Regions from separate parts of the Rattus norvegicus genome. Here region 2 is linked to region 1. Evidence: chromatin contacts called from public HiChIP or PLAC-seq data. All regions are on one chromosome and are shown on one strand. The core of a region is the stretch at or near the end of the contact, and the rest is flanking DNA. Distances in the headings are between cores, read along the strand shown. Region 1 holds the start of Dusp11 (dual specificity phosphatase 11). Region 2 holds the start of Snrpg (small nuclear ribonucleoprotein polypeptide G).

The links. HiChIP or PLAC-seq counts read pairs in DNA pulled down with a chosen protein or histone mark.
Region 2: an H3K27ac HiChIP or PLAC-seq map of oligodendrocytes shows a contact between it and region 1, with 8 times the contacts expected there. The contact joins the promoter of Snrpg here to the promoter of Dusp11 in region 1. A contact is called at or near these places in 1 of 12 Hi-C or Micro-C datasets (frontal cortex) and 1 of 1 datasets of contacts at active chromatin or transcription factors (oligodendrocytes).

Annotation. Positions count from the first base shown.
Region 1 is chr4:119,940,848-119,945,230 of GRCr8, forward strand. It overlaps Dusp11 (dual specificity phosphatase 11), which reads right to left and starts at 1,720. Exons shown (of 9, transcript NM_001025650.1): 1 at 1,562-1,720. The coding sequence starts at 1,656.
Region 2 is chr4:120,367,239-120,371,908 of GRCr8, forward strand. It overlaps Snrpg (small nuclear ribonucleoprotein polypeptide G), which reads left to right and starts at 2,473. Exons shown (of 4, transcript NM_001135085.1): 1 at 2,473-2,574. The coding sequence starts at 2,543. Fam136a (family with sequence similarity 136, member A) reads left to right here. Exons shown (of 3, transcript NM_001106605.1): 3 at 1-1,241. The coding sequence ends at 100.

The DNA of each region.
Region 1 (4,383 bases), core at 470-2,969:
TATTAAAAGCAGCAAGGAGTAATGAATGCCCCATACCGGCTGAAGGAGCTAACACTCAACACTTTCAGTGCAGTGTTTTTAGTTTCCACACCAGTGACATCAGCTCAATGTGTACAAATCTCCATTCATACAACCTCAGCTTCCGTGTGGAGAGTCAGAGCTGAGTTGGTCTATGTCCATGAATTACACATGTATGGTTCATTCATATACCTGGAGTACGGAGAGGACTGAGTGGTGAGAGACTGGAGACACAGTGGGCTAGTGTGGCAGGCTGTGACAAGAAGGTTGGCTTTTTATTTTTAAAGTCAAGCTTTACCTTACATCTATGAACTGTCTAACAATTACTACTTGATATTTATCTTGTTTTATCTCCATAAATAAGCAATACCTAAAATTATTTTTAATTTTTAGTTAAGAATTTTATACCCAATAAAGCGACTTATTAATAAAATATTAATAAACAAGAATTTACAACATACTTATACTTTAGTTAAAAAATTAATGGTTAAATAATTAACTATATAAGATATGTTAAAAATGAACTGGCCAGGGGCTGGAGAGATGGCTCAGCGGTTAAGAGCACTGACTGCTCTTTCAGATATCCTAAGTTCAATTCCCAGCAACCACATGGTGGCTCACAACCATCTGTAATGGGATCCAATGCCCTCTTCTGGTGTGTCTGAAGACAGCTACAGTGTACACATATACATAAAAATAAATCTTATAAAGAAATGGGTTGGTGAGTATATAGACGACTGTCTTCTGCAATATGTCAGGCAAGTTCTGTACTGGGATGATGGAGAAGAGCTGACAGACTGTGAAGATATCCAGGAGATAAAACGAAGTGTTTACTCAAGTCTGGGAGGGGAGAGAGACATTATGTCCATGTTGAATTTTAGGTACTGCTCATTTGTGGCTATAAAAAGAAGTGCTTACTGAAGTCCTTTCATCCTGAGTTTTTAAGTATTGCTTATTTGTTGAGATAAAACAAAGGACTTGATGAATTCTAGGAAGGAGAGAGGCCGATTGGGCCACGTCTGGCTTCAGCTATTTTTTATTTGTGGAGATAAAACGACCGACTTTTGAAATCGAAAAAGGGAAGCAAACGGCCGCAAGTAAAGGTTCATATTCATAGCACCTGTGAGCAAAATCATAAAACTAGCCATTGGCACAGGCAGGGTTAACTCCCGCAAATGACACCTCCGCCCTCAGAGTCCTGAAAGCAAAAGAACCTCTCTAGCTGGTCCCCAAGCGAGCGCAGGGTGTATACAGCTCAGACCGGATCCCACACAGAGTCCCAACAAGCTGAAGACTGTGGCTTCAGTGATCAAGGAACGCCTATTACTGGCAGCCGCGCCCCACTGCGCCCTTCCGCCCTGGCCCGAGCTCCACAGAGCCCGGTCCGGACAGACCTGAGACCCCAAAATGCGGGGTCGGGAAGTGTGGGGGGGTTCGGCGCGGAGGACTCTGGGAGGCGGAAGGGCGCGAGGCCAGAGAGAACGCCAAGACTCTGGGCCACCAAGGCAGCCGGAACGCCAGGCCCGGAACCAAAGCGCCTTACCTTTCCGGGATCTGGTTTTTGCCCTTCTTCTTGGGTGGGGCACGGGCAGTAAAGTCCCGGCCCCGACTGTATCGGCCATAATGCCACTGGTTCATGTGGGCGCAGAGATGCCGCCCACCCAACGCCAGACGTGCCAGAGCAGCCAAAGCAGCGACCTCAGGGCTGCCAGAAAACGCCGCCGGAACCAAAGCGCCGGCAAAGGAACGCGCCGCGTCGATGCCTCGCTAGTGCGCATGCGCCTTGCCCCGCCGTGATGACGTCACACGTCGCGCTGAGAATAAGGTTTGTCAACCTGCCATTGGTTCCAACAATATTGTACTTATCTGGATGGAGGCTGGTATTGCAGCTGTGCGAATAATTACTTGCGTCGGCAAAACTGCTCAGGACAAGGAACAGAAATCCAGCCCCACCCCTCCGATCCCTGCATTCTTCGCGAACGTTGTCAATTGTTTACATTTTGTATATTCATGATTTGCTTTTACACATGTGTATCCTTTTTTCCGCCAAAAAGAAATATACCAAAATTTTATACAACATATTTCTCCTTATTTGATATATTTAACGTTTCTTCATCCATATATGTGTGTGTGGTGCCACAGGCGGGAGAATATATATATATATATATATATATATATATATATATATATATATATATTCCTAATTTTGAACGACACAGGACACTTAGTATAGTCAACATAATTAAAAATACCAACTTTTCTTTTAACCATTCCAATATTGAAATACCTCCACCTGTTTGGAGTTTTTTGTTTGTTTTAAGGTAAGGTATCATATAACACTCTGAGATCTGGAACTTGCTTCATAGAGTAATCTAACCTTGAAATCACAGAGATCGGCCTTCGCCTACTTTTTCAGTTCTAGAATTAAGGGTTATGGGCCACTTTAACCCAATTGGACTTTTTGTTTGTTTTGTTTGTGTTTCTGATCGTCTGTTACAGAAAAGACGGTGGTGTGAACATCCCTATAGGTGTATACTGTATCTGAATTCCTAGACAAGGGATTACTGGAATGAAACACATGCTAACACTTTTTAAAAACAATATATTCTAATTGCAAAAAAAAATGGTGTCCACAGGCCAGGTGTCACAATAGCTGTGGACATCATGGGTTTTAACAAGCACCAAAAATAACCCAGAGATAAAAGAGGAACTCCAGTCCAAAATTTCCACACAATGTCAGGCCCTGTGTTTCCTAGGGAATATCTGAATTATTCAAGTGGTAGACCAAAGTACAGGGCATCTGCAGAATAGTAGACTAAGTCCCCAGATTAGACTATAGAAATTTATGATCGCAATTTTTAAAATAAGTTTAAACTTTTAGTTTGAAATTTCTAAATGTAGCTTATAATTCATTTTTCATAATATTTATTATCATTGCAAACTGAGTATTCTGATCATAACACTTGATAAGTCAAAATGTGATTGCAAGATACATATCTTTTACATCTGGGTGCTAATGCCTTCAAGGTGTATAAAGTGTATCCACATTCTCATACGCAGTTGACTGATGGGTTTTTACAGTCTTCTGATGGGAGAGAAGCCGGTGGAGAAGGGGAAGAAATACAAGAGGAGCAAGATACTGACAGCGATATAGTAACGCACCAGAAGGGCGGAGGGGCTCCTCTCTGTATAAGAAAAAAAAATCACAGAGTCAGGGTGGAAAGCAGGGAGCTGAAACCCAGAGAGATGGTTGAACTGATGTTTGAAGTAGTCATGGAGATTGGTTTGAAGTCGTCATGGGGATTCAGACTTGGCCGTTTCCTGCTGGGGGGAAGCAGAGAGAATGAAGTTTATGGTTTGGACATAAAAAATAATTAAACATGAATGAACAAAGAAGCCTTATCCTCAGTGAGAGCCCAGCTAGGATGACATTCAGGGAAGCTCAGCTTTAGACTTCCATGATGGAGGGAGGGAGGACAAAGCAGATCATCCCCTCTTTCTTCTCAGACTAGCAGACTAGAGTGTTTCTCTGGCATAATTTGGGGAATCATGGTGGCAGCCTGCCCCCGCCAGCGGGGACCCAGTTATTTGTGGGGGTCAAGAGGGACCCATACCTTCGGGAGAACGGGCGAGAAAGAGGAGCGAGACCAAGCAGTGTCCTTGTCAAGGTCTGTTTATTGAGAGGAGTGTACAGCATTTAAAGCTCTGAAGCAGGAATTGAAGCTTAGGGCAGGGGGAGAACTGGGAAGTGCCCAAGGACATAAGGTGAATCATTAAGCTGCAAGATATCCTCCTTAGACAAAGAGGCAACAGTCTTCCCTGGACATGTTCTTTCTTTGAAAAGGTCAAGCCCTTCTCAGGAATCTGCTCAGGGCAGGGCACTAGCTTTGCCTAGTCCGGCAGTCCGATCCCCGACAGGGTCCAGTTGCTGAATCTCCTCGGCCTACCTACCTTTCTTGTTAGATCAGACATGGCTGGCTGGGTTCATTAGAAATTTTTGGCTTTTGTCTTCTCAGACCCATCCAACCCAGAGAGCCTTCTTGTCCACCGTTGTTATACACCCATATTGGGCATGATGCCAGAATCAGTCACAGTGGTATGCTCCTCCAAATATAAATAGTGAGTGTGTAGGATGTGGTTCTGGAAGATACTGTTTGAGACCTGTTTATATATGAAAGAAAATCCACATATTGTCTCACCTGACTCTCCAAAGGCTTCCTTTAAGCCCTGTACTCCGATGAACAGAATTTACTCTTTAAAAGATATGGAAAAAAATTTGCCTGTTTTCCAAGAAAAGACCTCAAGAAGTCTGAATTTAATGTGAATATAAGGACCTCTAGAGTAAGAGATTAAAGAATTCCCACA
Region 2 (4,670 bases), core at 1,223-3,722, 430 kb after region 1:
GCTAGACAGCTGTGTGGCCAAGTGTGTGGATGACCACATGCACCTCATCCCAACAATGACCAAGAAGATCAAGGAGTCTCTGTCATCCATCGGGAAATAAAATTGTTTGCCAGTGACCATTGGGGCTGAGAGCAGGCTGTTTAAGGAAGAATGGAAGTTTAATATGTTAAGCAATGTTTACGAATGAGGAAAACTTAGGACACAGCAAGTTCCAGGCAAACGCGGCTCACTACCAGACACTGGTTCCTTTACATCTGGATCTTAGAAGGTGACGTGGAAAGAAGCTGGTGCTGAGATTTGGATCGCAGATAGCTCAGAGGAGAAGTCTAGATCCTAAATATTTATGTGCAATGTTTGTTCTGTAGTAGAGATCAACCTTGTACCAAGGGCTGAGATTTCTACTACAAACATCCAGGCTGGTGGCTCTCTCTTAAACCTGGTAAAACCTGAGGAGAGGTGGGTCTCCTCAGAGAAGCTTGGCAAATCCTGTTCACCACAAGTAACACCACACCACCTTGCATATGTTATGAAACAAAACCCAGTAGGCTAGTGATTTAGAGAGAGGAAAAGATCTCCTTTCCAAATCTATAGTTTGCTTGGTTTTGTCTTCTGTGCAAGGGCACACAGTGGATTTAAGATACAGGAGGGAGAGTGGTTTAAATAACTTCTAAAGGTTCCTAGTATTTTCTGGCCATCAAGATGGGAATGTCCATTTCTTCAAATTCTGTTATTCTAGAAACCCCAGAAAAGCCAGACAGTGTCACAGTGTACATGGGAAACAGCTTTCTTCACTGACTTGTACACCGAAGTGACACATCCTCACGAAAAGCAAGTGGGGTTGGTTGTCACTCACACGCCAGTCGCTAGAATAAACAGGAGCTGTTGAGAAGTATTGGCCTTGGGTTCACAAAATAAAAGTGCAAACCCAGTATTAATCAGCTCTGAATTTACAGAGCCTTGTAGCCACAAGGAGGCCTAAAAGTAAGCAACTTGGGCCAAGGAAAGCTAGGGCCACTACAGCAGGAGAAGCACACACCTTCTTACCAAATGCCATTTTTACTGGGGGTTTTGCAGTGCAGTGTTGCTGGCCCAATGTGGCACCTTATCTATTGGATGAGTACTATATTGTATTTATACCAATTTAATTACTTGAAACAGTGATACATTTGTCTGTTTGCTGTGTTAAGCCTGCAATATATTTTCCAAGTGGTTTGGTTTTTAAATAAAGTTTCATTGTCTCCAGCTTTTTCTTAGTGGGTAGTGATATATCATCAGTAAATGGGAAACACTAAGAGAAAGCCAGAGCACATCATAACTTGAAGGCTGTTAATGTTGAAGAGATACCCATGATTAAAGGCACATACCTGTAATCTCAGTACTGTAAGGCAGAGCTGAGGATTGCCCTCCTGCTTTGAGGTCAGCCTGTGCTAAAGGCTATTAATATTCACGTCCGTTTCCTAGTTTCAACCAGCACAGCCAGTGTTGGGAAGAGTATACAGTTGAGCAGTCTTGTTCTAATTTTTGTTGATGACACAAATAATCATGGGAGAATTCAAAGAACTGCCTCCATCTAGCAGGGGTCTGGACAATATGTCTGTGGGTCATTTTCTTAATGACTACTATGAGAGCCCAGTGCACTGAGAGCAGTGTCACCACCCCAGGGAGGGTGCACAGGGGCAAGCTCAATACCTCAGAACTTGTGTAGTACTGCTCACGTTCTATGTATGGACGTTTATGTATGTGTGCTAGGCAGGTTTTGAAGGCAATGTTAGAACTGCTGAACGATGAATCAAAAATACTCCAGACTCTGAATTCACATCCTCAAAAGAATCAGCCTAGCTACCTTCCCACTACTGGTGCAAACTGTTCGTTAACTTGGATGCTTCAGGAGCCCTCAGCCTTGCCTGGATATGCTTAGGAAATTAAGGACCCGTGGTGCGGCTACCCGTAATTCTAACACAGGAAGCAGGGGTTTAAAGCCAGCTTTGACTACACAGTGAACTCGAGGCCAGCATGAATTATGTCAAAAACTGAGTGAGAAAAGGACAGGGGAAACGACAAAAATGTAGAAAGTGAAAAAAGGTGACACACAGGCTGGTAAGATGGTTCAGCAGTTCAAAGCACTGGCTGGTCTTGCAGAGGTCCTTAGTTCAATTCCCAACAACCACATGGTGACTCAAACATCTACAACAGGATCTGAGATCCTCTTCTGGCATTCAGGTATACATGTAGAGCACTCATACATAAAATATAAATAAAGGGGTTTGTTTTTAAGCGACCTGCCACTTCAATTTTACACAAAGGAAGCTCAGCGTAGCACCACTTCTCTGTCCTGGCCAGTCACTGACGACGCAACCGGAAGCGTGGCTCTGGTCCGCACGTTCAGGCGTCCCATCAGTATCGCGAGATAAAGGGTAATGTTATCGGAAAGCAATTGGCTCGCGCGGTAGTGACGTCAGATACCAGCGCCAAGCCTGCCTCGCGCGCGTTTCTGAGGCCGCTCACTCCTTCGCCGTTGTGCTGAGCTCACTGAAGAGTCGCCATGAGCAAAGCCCACCCTCCCGAACTGAAAAAGTGAGTAGAGTCGGCTCGATCGAGACTCGCCAGCCGCGGGAACCCTTCTCCTGACTTGCCCGTGCTGCTGCTGCTGGTCCCGGTGATCGTGAAAGCCGGAAGTGGCACTGAGGTCCGGTCGGCATGGTTACCTCAGTGCCTGTGCCTGTCTTCCCAACGCTGGGCTCTGTTAGGCGGGCGGCCAAAGGCTATCTGGATAGGGACCAGAGCAGCGGTCGAGGCGCATAGTTGTGAAGAGCTGGAAACTCACAGGCTTAAAATGATCGATTGGAGTGGGGCGTGGTTGTCTGTGATCTATGGAGCTAATACTGAGGCAGGAGAATGACTGCGAGTTCCAGACCAGTCTAGGCTAAAAAGTGAGACCGTGTCTCAAAACAAAATGTTAGTGGTGAGGTAACATGTTGTGTTTCAATAAACAAGTGCATTCTATTGCGTTCATCGAAAGAGCTAGTTAGTAATTTCCTTTTTGATGCTCACAGACGTAATTTAATTGTGTGTTTGTGTACGTGGATGCAGTTATTGCGGAGGACAGAGTGGGCATTGGATCCACTGGAGCAGGACTTGTAGGAGGTTGTGACTCCTCTGGCGTGGATACTAAGAGCTGAATTCGGGTGCTATAGACAAGCAGTAAGCGCTGAGCCATCTGTAGCCCCAAAAACTAGGTTTCTGATACACTGTCCTTGTATTCAAGTTAAATTTAAATGTCGTGTAATATCTTGCTCTGGTAATAAATCCATGGAGGAACATCCGTTTTCTAATTGTAAAGAGCTAGTTTTTTGAAGAATTTTTTTCTGTACCCAGTAAAATCAGGCAGACCCTTTGGTCTCAGACACTATTGATTGGCCTGAACCTGTAACATATGCACATAGTCTTTGGACTACTCAGGGTACAAGATTAATACTGGGTCGTTTTTCTGTGTATAGCCTGTTAACTGTAAAGTTCTGTCAAGACACCATTGCAGGGAAAAGGTCACATTTGCTAATTTTGTATTTGAGTGCACATTTTAATTAAAGCAGCCTCTGTGTGAAACCCCTGCTTATTTGGATCTGTTAAAGATTTATTAAACCATAAGTCTGACATTTTAAAAAGAAATTATCCTGTTTGTTTTGATGATGAGTTAATGAATGAAGTCTATATATGTGGTCTGGATTCGGCAGGAATTGGCAAAATGGCATTGGTTTTTAACAATTGGTTCCCTACCTGTAATCTTCAGTGTTCTTGGATTCTTTTTTTTTTTTTTTTTTTTTTTTCCTTTTCTTTTTCTTTTTTTCGGAGCTGGGGACTGAACCCAAGGCCTTGTGTTTGCTAGGCAAACGCTCTACCACTGAGCTAAATCCCCAACCCCGTGTTCTTGGATTCTTAACAGATATACTTGGGCCTTTCAGAGACAGGAACTAGTGATTGTGTCCATATTTTTGTTGGTGTGTTGGTGGTGTTGTGCTTGGAGCAGAGCCTGTGGGAGCTACTCTGTTCCCTGAGTTGATACCTTTTTCTCATCCCTACTTTTTAAGAAATTTGAAATACTGCTAGATCTTCCTCCTTTATTTTCTCATAAATACTTCCTCCTTTTACAGCTATTCACTCCTAGTTTAGTGTAACTCAGTGGTTCTTAATCATTTCTGGCCCTGAGTCTCAGTTTCAAAGCTGAGCCCCCCACCTCAGTCTTAACCACTAATTAATTCTGCATTTATCACCACAAAGTCAAATCCAGACTTCTTAGCCCAGCTTTGAAGCCCTGCCATCTGCAATCCAGCAGCCATATTTTACTTATATAACTAAGAACAATTGTCTTAATTATTGTCTCTTGCTGTAAAGAGACATAGTGAACCAAGACAACTCTTATAAAAGAAAGCATTTAATAGGGGACTTGCATACAGTTTTAGAGAGTCCATGATCATCATGAAAGAAGCAGGCAGACAGTAGTTGAAAGCTTTATGTCCTGAACTTAAGCAGCAGACAGGACAGAGAGACACTAGACCTGGCGCTGGCTTTTGAAACCTCAAAGCCCACCCCCAGTGCCACCTCCTCCAAAAAGGCCATACCTCCCAATCCTTCCCAAACAGTTCATCTGCTGAGAACTAAGCATACAAATATGT